4 separate regions of the Hordeum vulgare genome follow, and all the other regions are linked to region 3. Evidence: chromatin contacts called from public Hi-C data. All regions are on one chromosome and are shown on one strand. Each heading gives the region's core, a stretch centred on a gene start, on an enhancer-like site or on the middle of the called end of the contact. The rest is flanking DNA. Distances are from core to core; before and after follow the strand shown. Region 1 holds the start of LOC123426554 (probable metal-nicotianamine transporter YSL6). Region 2 holds the start of LOC123426560 (ACT domain-containing protein ACR6-like). Region 3 holds the start of LOC123426556 (recQ-mediated genome instability protein 1). Region 4 has its middle 17 kb from the start of LOC123430216.

Evidence for each region. Hi-C and Micro-C count contacts between places; a contact is called where the count stands out from the background.
Region 1: a contact with region 3 is called in a Hi-C map of seedling, with 3 times the contacts expected there. The contact joins the promoter of LOC123426554 here to the promoter of LOC123426556 in region 3. A contact is called at or near these places in 3 of 6 Hi-C or Micro-C datasets (leaf and seedling) and 1 of 1 datasets of contacts at active chromatin or transcription factors (embryo).
Region 2: a contact with region 3 is called in a Hi-C map of leaf, with 2.0 times the contacts expected there. The contact joins the promoter of LOC123426560 here to the promoter of LOC123426556 in region 3. A contact is called at or near these places in 2 of 6 Hi-C or Micro-C datasets (leaf and seedling).
Region 4: a Hi-C map of leaf shows a contact between it and region 3, with 2.7 times the contacts expected there. The contact joins the enhancer-like site here to the promoter of LOC123426556 in region 3. A contact is called at or near these places in 3 of 6 Hi-C or Micro-C datasets (leaf and seedling) and 1 of 1 datasets of contacts at active chromatin or transcription factors (embryo).

The regions. Positions count from the first base shown.
Region 1 is chr2H:436,509,022-436,512,286 of MorexV3_pseudomolecules_assembly, reverse strand. LOC123426554 (probable metal-nicotianamine transporter YSL6) reads right to left here and starts at 1,386. Exons shown (of 7, transcript XM_045110412.1): 1 at 913-1,386; 2 at 207-379; 3 at 1-93. The coding sequence starts at 1,261.
Region 2 is chr2H:437,642,903-437,645,798 of MorexV3_pseudomolecules_assembly, reverse strand. It overlaps LOC123426560 (ACT domain-containing protein ACR6-like), which reads right to left and starts at 1,614. Exons shown (of 4, transcript XM_045110419.1): 1 at 1,362-1,614; 2 at 922-1,082; 3 at 749-816; 4 at 1-655. The coding sequence starts at 1,423.
Region 3 is chr2H:437,067,855-437,071,092 of MorexV3_pseudomolecules_assembly, reverse strand. LOC123426556 (recQ-mediated genome instability protein 1) reads left to right here and starts at 1,552. Exons shown (of 9, transcript XM_045110415.1): 1 at 1,552-2,658. The coding sequence starts at 1,633.
Region 4 is chr2H:437,743,733-437,746,575 of MorexV3_pseudomolecules_assembly, reverse strand. It overlaps the pseudogene LOC123426561. Among protein-coding and RNA genes, the nearest start is that of LOC123430216, 17 kb to the left of the region's middle. Within about 2 kb of position 1,470, at least 2 of the 3 cell types and tissues checked have open chromatin away from gene starts, as enhancers often do. A contact at or near this core is called in leaf, where this site is marked.

The DNA.
Region 1 (3,265 bases), core at 137-2,636, 560 kb after region 3:
AAGTTCAGCTCCAGAAGTAGTGTGAAAGCTATTTATCAACATAGCTGTAGCAGTTCCACTAGGATAGGTCAGCTTGTAATCAATTACCATCACCTAGCAAAAACAAAAAAAGATATCAGTTTACAAGATTCATGTTAGACACGTCCAAGTTACCCCACTTAATCAAAAAGAAAATGTGATCAGATAAACATAAGATGAGTGAATACCTTGCGCAGTGCAACAAGACTAAATAGACCAAGAAAGCTAACAACAAACATGAATCCAATCATCCAACTCAGTGAAGGATTCTTAACATCCACCGCCCTGTTACCAGGATAATCAGTCCCGATGAGCTCATAAGTTTTCTGATCCATTGCAAGCATATACGACCCAAAGCCACCTGCATCAACAGAAACATCAATTGATATTATGAGCTCAATGACAAGGGTGCAATTGCAAGCAATCATAGCAACCCCTCCCAACGCAACAAAAAAATGAGATACTTGTGGTGTAAAATTTAACATTCCATGCATCAAGATACATAATAGCTGGCATAATGTGAGTGGGCAAACTATCATTGGGCAATCCTCCGACTCCAAAAGTACAAATGCAACAAAATAAGCCGATATTCACGATGCAAATTTGGCATTCCCTGCATCAAAATAGATACCCCCCCACAGTCATCGTAAATTCAGCAGTTCAGGCTACTAACAATTTCCTCAATACCTGAACTTCTGAAACAAGAAACCGATATCTCGCATATCCTAAGGCAGTTGGCACAAATGAGAATCATAGTTCCACAATTCAGCAAGGCTTCTAGTTGACTGGTCAAACCAAACGTAAGCAAGTAACCCAAAATCACACGCCAGAATCGCATCTTCACACCTAACAAGCAAAGCAATCTAAGTAAGTAACGTTGAGAAGAAGACGTACCGCTGAAGGCGAGACCGTAGCAGGCGACGACGCAGGTCTGGATGACGGTGTTCTCCTGCTTGGTGAAGGGCTTGGAGACGATGCCGAACCTCTCGAGCGCCGCCGTCCAGGTCCGCACGAGGAAGTATCCGAGCAGCCCCGCGGCGACGTTGAGCGAGGGGATGATCCCCACCGTGAGGTTGAGCTTGTGCGTGATGAGGCAGAAGAGCACCCCGAGTATGGCGCTGACCACTATCCCCCGCACCGTGAGCTGCTCCCGCCACGGCGGCACCACCTCCGCCTCCACCGCCGGCGCGGCGCCGCTTCCGCCGGCGAGGAGGGGCCCGGTCATGTCCGCCTCCGATCCCATCTTCGGCAGCGCAGACGGTAGCGTCGAGGCGACGAGTTCCTCCTCGGATCTTATGGATTCGGCTGATGGCTGGTTTGGTGTGGGGGGGGAGGAGAGGCGACGGCGACGAGGGAGGAGGTGAGGACTGTGAGGAGGCGGGGAGGGGTGTATTTAAGACCCGATTTACTGCTAAACTAAGAGCATGGTTAATAGTATAGCCAACTGCTGGCTATAAGCTATCTTATAACTACCTTATATAATAGTTAACTATAAAAGAGTATTACTTTTATCTTATATGACCCACCTTTTATTCTCGCAAAGCACCTAGGAGCACGTGTTAGAGCTGGCTCTTTACGAAGAGCCCGCTTCCCTTCTCTCTCATCCAACTCAGCAAAAATATACTCCCTCCGTTTCAGTTTATAAGTCATCTTACGAAAACCAAATAATCCCAAAACACTTAGGCACGATGCATTAATTTTCATCTCGTTTTTTTGTTTTTTAACATGAATAAAGGAATCAACCAATAAGAGACGTGGGGCGTGTATATTTTTAATGACTTGAGAATAACTAACACGACATGCAGTGGTCAGTTCATTGCATGCAATGGTATTAATTAGCAAAATAACATTAATTTTCTTGTTTTCCTCTCCATCTTGATCACGGTGCACAACCTAAGATGACCTATACACCGAGACGGAGGAAGTAGTATTTTAATCCTTACAGCCTGCTGACTGTACCTTATTGTACTTGCTCTAACAAGTGGTTTCGGAGCAAGGTATGGTAGTGGTAGTACTAGTAGGAGACCATGACGTGTGGGGCCAGGAGACCGTGACCTTTTCTTTTTCGTTAGTTCTCGGGTGGCCGTAGCACTATAGGCCCTAAGCTACCAGGCCCAAGCCGCAGGGTCCATGCCGATGCGGGGCCGCCTGTCAGCTCCGAGTTGAATTCTCCCTTTTGCCCTTTATTCAGGGGCCGAGCGAGAGAGACGTGCCGACGATCCACGTGGGGCCCAAACGTGCTGGCTGAGCCCACCACGGGAAAGGTCTGCGGGCCCGCCTGTCATGGTCCTCGAAAGGAAAGGAGCGGGATATGGTACGAGCGCCGTGAATCTTGCTCGAACTCGGGGGACCTGGAGATCTTCTGGGACGGTGAGAACGGGTGCCCCGTGCTGGTTCAGGTCGCACACGTCTGTGAGACTGCTGGGCCCATGGTGCAGAGGGAGAAGGAGCCGTGGTAGTTTCGCGTCTGGTGTTGGGGACCGGGATCCGGTGCGGTGGCGTGTGGTCCGCTTCCGGCTTCCGGGTGGTGCGAAGGCGTACGCATTCACTTCCGTCCCCGTAACATGCGGGTGGCGTTGGCCGGCCGCTCGCTGTCTGGTGGGTCTCGCCTCCCTGGCTTTTATATTTATTTATTTATTTCTGTGGGTGTACTTCCGTATATAATACGGAGTAATAACTACTCAACTGTAGAAGTAGTAATACTCCCTCCGTTCCTAAATACATGTAAGTCTTTAAGAGATTTCACTAAGAGACTACATACAAAACAAAATGAGTGAATTTATACTCTAAAGTATGTCTAAATATATTCGTATATAGGGTCTAAATATATTCGTATATAGTTCTATAGTGAAACCTTTAAAAAAACTTATATTTAAAAACGAAGGAAGTACTTTTTTGCCTCGGAACGGCCCATCTAGTTAACCGTGGCCACACAGTTCTACAGCTTGCGTGTGTGTTGCTACGCTAGTCAGATCAACCACGAACGCGTCAAAAACAAAATCAGATCAACCACGCAGAGTATAAATAAGCTCAAAAAACTAGGCCCTTGATTGAGATTTTGTGTGCCCGGATGTAAGTGTATTATATCTCGTGGGTGTGATGGTATCCTCAAATGTACTACTACTATAATGCTGATTTGGTGTGTTGCTAATGTGAATCATCGGAGAGAGGCAGGGTGCGGTGCCAGCAGGAGGTTGTGCGTTTGAGAGGGTGCTTGGATCCAAGAGACTAAAATTAGTTTGATTAA
Region 2 (2,896 bases), core at 365-2,864, 570 kb before region 3:
GGCACTGGACCACGCGGCGGCGCTCGGCCTCGGTGCTGACCGGGTGGCCGTCGACGTGCCTGATGTAGTATTCCTGGTAGGCGCCGCCGGCCGGCTCCGAGCTCACGGTGCCGTGGTGGACGACGTACTGCATGTCGGTGATGGTGCAGACGGTGTCGAACAGCAGCTTGGGCCGGTCCCTGCACCGGACGACCACGACGGTGTACCCGCGCTCGGCGCAGTGCGTCACGGAGACCTCCGTCCGTGGGTCCGGCGGTCCAGCGGCGCCGTAGTCCCTGTCCTCGAACATCATCTGGTGGAGGCGGCGCTCCTTGTGCGTCAGGCTGGCCGCAGCCGCCGCTCGCACGCCGTTCTGCCCGCGCAGCAGGTTGTCGAGGCGCCGGCTGATGTCGGCGATGCGGGCGTCGTCCTCGATGGCGCCACCCGCGGCTTTGGCCGCGTCCGTGACCTGAACGACGGCCGCGACGCGTGTGTTGTGCGTCCAGAGCTCGGCGCTCCGGACCGCGCACTGCATGCCGGCGAGCACCGCGCACACCTCGGACAGCAGGCCCGGGCGGTCGGTGCCCGTGAGCTCGATCGACGTGTAGTCCTCCGACGGCACGATGCCCACCGTGTTGCGCACCTCCGGGTAGTAGCAATCCTCCGCTTCCAGCGTCTGCACACACCAAACTCAATACTCAAAAACTCTTGTCGACACAATTAAAAATCAATCCGGCACCAAAAAAGAAAAGAAAGATCAGCGAATTACCTTCTGGATGTAGGAGATGGTTGGCGTGTCAAGAACCTTGTTCCCGTCACGGTCAGTGACATTGAACACTGCGGACAACAAAAGGAAAACGAACAACCGAAATTTGTTAGACTCCGTGGAAATTGGGCGGAGAGCTAGAGCTAGAGCTCTTGATGGCCGTGTGGCGCACTCACCGTCCATGAACCAGCTCCCGTCGGAAGAGAAGTAGGCCTTACGGATGACAAGGTTGAGGTCGGCGATGACCTGGACGACGGCGAGGAGGGTGCCGTGGCTGTTGACGCTGTCCACCCGGATGACGGTTGCATCGTCGGAGGCATCGTTGTCGATCACAACCCTGCAACAACACATCGATCCAATCCCCAAATCATGAGAACAGAGCTGAGAAAGGATGAAATGAGGAGCAGAGGATTCCCAATTTCGATACAACCAAGGTCCGTGCTTTGAGAACCGAGGCATATGCATGAGAATTAACGAAGGAAAAACACATCAAGAACAGGAAAACAGAACCAAAAATTGGTGCAGGTCAAGAACTACAAAAATGGAAATGGACCCAAGAAATCAAAAGACCAAGCTAACTTTACAAAAAGCAACGGCGGCTAATCGAGTTGCTCACCTCGGCGGGTTCATCCCCCGGACGAGCTTGGCGTACTCGTCGTGGTCGTCAGTGAGAGCCATGGCGAGCACACCCTCACTCGCATCAACAGCTTAGCTTCACTTGGCACGAAGCAGAGAGGTGGCAGGAAGAGGAGTCGTCGAAGCAGAGAGAGGGAGAGAGAGAGCTTGTGAATTGTGATAGGGTGTGCTGGGCTTGCCCGGACAGAACCGAAAAGCTTCGCGTGTCCGGTGGCTTTTATGCGAGGCCACGAGCACGGATGAACGGGTTGATGCGGATGGATTTTGTAGAGCCTATTATAGATAGTACTAGCAAAGGCCCGTGCGTTGCAGCGGAAGAAAAAAATACCACACGCTTTTAATCTTTTTAAAATCATTTTAATTTATTAAAATAATAAGCTAACTAACTAATGTAGTCAGTCCTATCCTATTTTGTTGAGAAATCAACCCGTCCATTGTTAATTTCACCATGATGAGAAATTAAGCGGGACAAGCAAAGCAAAGAAAAGAGGCTGCGTGAATTGATCAATGGATTGTTATCTTATTTCACTTATTGGGTAGAGAATGTGGGATCAGATGACAAACTGAATGTGGTGTTCCATTCTCTGTCTCTACAACAATACAATCTTACATTCAATACATTCATTCATCAGCAAACAAATCACCACAAAACAAAATTTCTTGTCGGTCCTTGGCACACGGTTGGAGGCATGGGGAGGGGATCTCACCAAATGATGAGTTCGTGTCGGAGGAGGGGATACGATGAGGAAGCAAGGGTTAGGCGCCTCTATCTGGCCATAAGGAGTCGCCGTTGCCGCGCCATAACCTCGGAGTTCCCCGTGTGAGCCATGGAGGTCCGCCTCCACCTGCAAGTACTTCGCTCCGCCGTGCCTTATCCACGCGCCGCCGCCGTTCTGCATCGAGCAGACGCATCATCCCCAGTCACTGTAGCTGTCGCGTTGATTTGATCCAGAAGCTGTGCTCGAGCGCCGAAACAGGGGCAGCAAGCGGCAAGAGGTACGGCCGCGGAGGCGGGTGGGTTGAGATCCACAACAGTGGTGGTTGAGGTCGGCCGCGGCGGCGAGTGGTGTGGCAGGGGCCTGGGCACAGGCGAAGGTGGACCAGGGTCGACGCGATGCGCTCCAGCGCCGCAACAGGGGCAGTGAGCGGGGAGAGGTACAGCCGCGGAGGCGGGTGGGTTGAAATCGACAGCGATGGCGGTTGAGGTCGGCCGCGGCGGCGAGTGGTGTGACGACGGCCTGGGCTCAGGCCAGGGTGGCCCAGGGTCGACAGGAGGAGGGGATGCGTACGTGTATAATTTTTACAGCGAATCGTTTTTTCCTTTTGCGTTGCAGATAAATGATGGAGCGCGGGTTGAATAACAAAAATTACAGGGGCTTTTTTATAAAATTATTATGATGAGTTTTTCGACGGAAGCAATAGCCACTTTATTATTAGGTATAGATGTGATATATATGTCGGACGGTGAAACAGAATTACGCAATCATAGGTAGGTGATTAATTGGTGGTCATAAG
Region 3 (3,238 bases), core at 303-2,802:
TATATAGATACGAAGGGTGCTAGGATTACACAAAGTCGACTTCCCTATTGTAATTGACTTCTTAATACTTTTAATCGACTTCCATAGGGTTTAGAGTACAAAGTATCGAAGTCTTCGGAAGAGTCCATCTTGATTTCGATACTTTTAATGATGATCGAATAGGTCCGGGAGTCCGGCCCATGAGAACATACAAACAATCTAAGGACCGCTTAATACCGGACTCCTTTAACAATGGCGAGAACGGGAGACTTTATTTGACGCGTTTTGCCTCAAATAGAAGCGCGCCACACTTGGCACCCCCCAGCTCGGCCGACCCAACAACGATCAATACTGTAGTGAGAACACTCAAAATTCTCAAAAATTTGTACGTGTGCATGGGATCAAACATGATACCCCCACTTCCAAGCGCACGTGACTAGCCACTCGAACCACTTAGCTCTAGTGACTAATACGCAGTCGAAACATAAAAACTATAAGCAGTGACATAGTTGAAAACATGTTTTCAAATTTCAAATGCGTTTTCTTTGGTAAAAGCGAACAATTTTCAAAATTGCAAACAATATTTTAAAAACTGAAACACGAACATTTTTGAGAAAAATGGAAACACAATTTAAAACTATATTCAATTTTTAAGCATGGATACAAATTTTAATTTTTTGGATTAAACATTTTTTAACACACAATAAAGTTTTGAAACTTGAAACATATTTTGGACCTTTTTTTTTTAAACTTCAAACATTTTTTAGATAAGCGAACATTTTTTAAGTATTGTTTTTAATTTTGTTATATTTTGGAACAAAATAAAAGAAAAAAGAAAAATAAAAAACAGAAAATAGAAAAAAATTAAAAACCCGCAGAAACACGGAAATTTAACAACCAGAAAATAAAAAACCGTAAGGCCTTGTTTGGTACTAGTGTATTTTAGGGAATTAGTGAGGATTATCCCGATCAAACTCCTAAATCCCCACATATCCCATAACACCATTTGATTCTAGTGTATTTGTCATGTTTCATCCCCACATTTTTCTACAAATCCCCAAATTCTAGTGATTTTTTTAATACACAATACACTATCCCTATCTAGTGAATTGAGGATAAATGTCGATTTGAAGGGATTGGACTGGGAAGTGGGAACTTCCGAACCATGAAACACTATACACTATCCCGTCAATCTTCTTAAAAACTTTAGTACTTCCTCCGTCCCAAAATTCTTGTCTTACATTTGTGTAGATATGAATGTATCTAGTCACATTTTAGTATTTAGATACATCCATTTGTAGACAAATCTAAGATAAAAATTTTGAAAGGGAGGGAGTACGAAACAAGGCCTGAGTGAACCGAACTGGGAAGTGGGAACTTCCGAAGGTTCCCGAAACCAGGATTCACGATCTGCTAAAAATGGGCCGGCGGCGCATGACAGTCGCTCTGTGCGTTTCTCAAGGCCTTGCCACACACACAAAAAAGGCTATTTCTCAAGGCTTTTTGCTGGATCCTCCCGCGCTGGAACGGTGGAACCTGGAAGCCTGGAACGGTGGCACCCGCCTCCGAATTTTCGCTAGGAGAAACCGCCCCCAAAACCTTCCCCCCCCGCTCCGTTCCTCCGACCAAACCGCCCCCAAAATTTGTTCAATAATGGGGCGCCGCAGCCTAATCATCACTGACTCCGACGAGGAAGACGCCGCGGCCACTCCTGCCTCCGCCTCCGCCTCCGTTTCTACTGGCGGCGGAATCGTTCGACGGCCCTCGTCTCAAAACCCCAGCCTCTTCCCAGCCCCCTACACATTCCCGTCCTCTCCTCCCCCCTCCCCTCCCGTCGAGATCTCCGATGACGAGGAGGAGGTCGATGAGATCCAGGACCCCGACGAGGACCCCGCCTTCGGCGACGCCCCCGACGAGATGCAGGACTCTGATGGGGATTCCATGTTCACCGACGTCGCCGATGACCTCTCCCCACCACCTCCCGCTCCACCTCAACATCCTCCGCCCCAAACTCCATGTCCACCTCCCGCTCCTGCTCCCGCCGTTCCTTTGTTCCGAACCCCAACACCAACCCCGCCTCCCGCATCCACTCCTCCGTCCGGAACACGAACCCCAGTTCCACCGCCGGCTGCCGCACCCACTCCTCCGGCCCGAACCCGAACCCCAATCCCATCGCCGGCTGCCGCACACACAACTGCCCGTACCCCAACCCCAACTCCACCGCCCATTGCCGCACCCAATCCTATGTCCCGAACCCCAACCCCAACTCCACCGCCGGCTGCCGCATCAGCTCCTCCTGCCCGAACCCCAACGCCAACCCCATCACCTGCTGCTGCGTCTGCTCCTCGGCCTCGAACCCCAACTCCAACCCCTCCCCCTGCCTGGACCCCAACCACGACCCCGCTCACGTCCTCGACCCCACCGTCCGCACTGAGCGCGCAGCTGCGTCCGGTGGATGCGTTCCTGCGGCGACTCGGGCTGCGTGTGCGGCCAGAGTGGCTTCAACAGTGTGCTGCCGGGTTGTCTGGGTTCAACGGTCATGGCGGCACTGAAGTGCAGGCTAGACAGTGTTTTGAGCAGTTCCTCTTTGCCGACATGAACGAATGCGGCGCTGGTGTGCTTCCGGAGGGCGTCGGGTGCATGGAAGCCGCCACCCTCGATGGACCATTTGTGCTACAGGTTGTAGTCCCCTTATAATTCAGCATGTGAATGATTGGTTATGATTTTCCTTTTGAGTTGTGGATATCAGTACACTGCTTTGGTGCCCCTCCTGGTGCAGCATAGTTATGCAATGTATAGCATGGTTTTGCTCTGGTGGATACTTCAGGTTGGTGATGGTAATGTCTGTAATTTGCCTCCATATCTGAGCTTCTAATTCGAGATCCATCTGAAATAAGGTGTTTATGCTGGAACCTAAACCTTTAGTTTACTTGCTTTACTTCAACTTAGTGAGTGCGCCACAAAGGCAAAATTCCTTAGTCAGAACTTAGTGAGTGCGCCACAAAGGCACAATTTCTTGACGCATGAAGGTGATTTGCTGGCACATGGAATGGTGAATATTGTTGAGATTGCTGTACTAGTAAAGTGCAGGTTATGCATTTTGGTTCATCTAAGCTATCTAATTAGTTCTTGGTCACCGGTGTGTCAAGAAAACAATCCTAAGCATCACGGAGTCCTTTAAGCTTAACCCAATCGCATGCATCTTCAAGGTAGTACTGTAGTAGGACTGATCATCTCTTTCCTTCTTTATTTGTAATGT
Region 4 (2,843 bases), core at 221-2,720, 680 kb before region 3:
GTACCAAATTTGGAATGCCCATGGGTCCATTCAGGTCAGATAAACAATTCTGTATCGTTTTCCTGAATATATATACGCTCCTACGACATTCTTAACATTTTGTATGATAGTTTCTGAGTGATGCCAGATGGACTCAGTCTAGCTGCTAACTATTTTATGTATATATATGCAGGCTTGCTGATCTTGTTGGTTTTGGTGTTGCTGTGGCTACTGGTATGCAGTACCTTGAAAATTTTCTGGACAGAGTCTACAAGTCCATGCTAATCCCTATTATGATGGAGGACAAAAGAGCAGGTAAAATTTATCAAACAACACCAGTATATCATGCATATTTGTTCTTTTGCAGTTAATGTTTGTACATTGTACTGGTTTCTGAAATGTGTTACCATGATTGACCAACCATTCATGTAGGCGAAGGCAGTCGGAAGGTATTTTACAAGTACGAGGATAAGAGGAAGGCAACTCCTGATCCTGAAATTATGACGTATATTCAGAAATCTAGGAGCATGGCAGGAGTCACTCCAGACGCTGAGGTTTGGTTTGGTTCATCTTTTGATTTTTGGCTAATATCTGTTGTATTTTCTTGCAAAATAAACAAGTTGCTCTAGTGCTAAAACTTCCTGCATAAACATGTCAGTTGATGAAGCTAAGTGACAAGGACATAGTTGAGATGGTGTTCTTCCCGGTCATAAACGAAGCGTGTCGTGTCCTTGATGAGGGCATTGCAGTAAAGGCGTCGGATCTTGACATCGCCTCAATCTTTGGCATGGGATTCCCACCTTACAGGTGCCTCTCACTATGAACCCTACAGGTCCTATTGTAGAGATTTACTAGCAACTACTTACTTGCCTGTGGTGTAAAATATTGCAGGGGAGGGGTCATGTTGTGGGGAGATTCCATCGGTGCAAAATACATCCACGAAAAGTTGCAGCTGTGGGCGAAGCGGTACGACAGCTTCTTCGAGCCTTGCTCCTACCTCGCCGAAAGAGCGGCGAAAGGGATTCCTCTGGTGAGCACGAGTGCCATTTCGTTTCAGCTGAAAACTTTAATGCCCATTTTCCCCACTAAAGTGTCGTAGTTTCTATTTGTTTCAGCCAGAATGAGAGCCAATTTTAGATCGCCAATTAATTCTTGTTCTGATATAGTGAAATGTGATACATTTGTATAATGTTGCTTTTCATGTGCAGAGTGCACCGGCAGCAAGTCAGGTCAAGGCACGACTATAGATGGTGGTAGGTCCGGTGTTTCTGTCAGCTGAAGGAATTATGTCACCGAGTAATAATGCACGATGAAGGTGGTGATTAGTGGAAGGAGCTGAATAATAATAACAACACGTGAGCTGTATATTAGGACGCACAGGAAAACGTAATCAATTGTGGTTGGACCCTTGAATGAGGTTTATGTAATATGTGCAATTGATTTTTACTATTTTTTTGTTACACCCCGAATCCGTCCTGAAACAGTGTGAATGTCTAAACCTGAATTTCTGGAACAGAGTGTGCTCAATGTGCTGGTATGCTGAATCTGAACTACACAACCTGAACCTGAACTCCCTTTTTCTTAGTCATTCTCGCAAAGCTTTATCCATCCAGCCATGATGTTTATACAGGAACTAACGTAGGATCAGAAGTATGGCCTAAACAGACATGGCGGCCAATACCAAGAGAGAGAGATTTGCGACGAGGTTGTGAGCTTCAGAATTAAAGTTTCTAAGCTCATGAGTAAAGCTACATGAAGAACATATCCCTTTGCATTGAGACCTAGCCAGTTTTCTCTTGACCTGACCTTTTTGGCCGATCAATGCAGCTCCAGTCAGAAGGTGGAGCGTGATTATGAATGTGAAGCCGCAGAACATACCCCCACCGTCTTTATTTACTTTACATATTAGTTTTTCCACAAGAGTTTGATCAAGTTTATAGAAACAACATGAACATTTACAATAACAAATCTAATGGTACTGATTTAACATTGTACCATGTTAATAACTTTTTCTATAAAGTCGATCAAAGTTCATAAAATTTAATTGAAGGCAAAGCTAAATAGATCTATACCTAATAATAAAGCGGCTATTGCTTCCGTCGAAAAACCCACCGCGGCATTTTTATAAAAAAGCCCCTGTATTTTTTGTTATTCAACCCGCGCTCCATCATTCATCTGCAACGCAAAAGGAAAAAATGATTCGCTGCAAAAATTATACCCGTACGCATCGCCTCCTCCCGTCGACCCTGGGGCACCCTGGCCTGTGCCCGTCGCCACACCACTCGCCGCCGCGGCCGACCTCAACCGCCACCGCTGCCGATCTCAACCCACCCGCCTCCACGGCCGTACCTCTCCCCGCTCACTGCCCCCATTGCGGCGCTCGAGCGCATCACGTCGACCCTGGTCCACCCTGGCCTGTGCCCAGGCCGCTGCCACACCAATCGTCGCCGCGGCCGACCTCAACCACCACTGCTGTCGATCTCAACCCACCCGCCTCCCCGGCCGTACCTCTGCCCGCTTGCTGCCCCCGTTTCGGCGCTCGAGCACAACTTCCGATCAAATCAACGCGACAACTACAGTGACTGGGGATGATGCGTCTGCTCGATGCAGAACGGCGGTGGCGCGCGGATAAGGCATGGCGGAGCGAAGTACTTGCAGGTGGAGGCGGGCCTTCATGGCTCACACGGGGAACTCCGAGGTTATGGCGCGGCAACGGCGACTCCTTATGGCCAGATAGAGGCGCCTAACCCTTTCTCCCCTCATCGTATCCCCTCCTCCGGCAGGAACTCATCATCTGATGAGATCCCCTTCCCATGCCTCCAGCCGTGTGCCAAGCATGTGGTATTTTTTTTTCTTACGCTGCA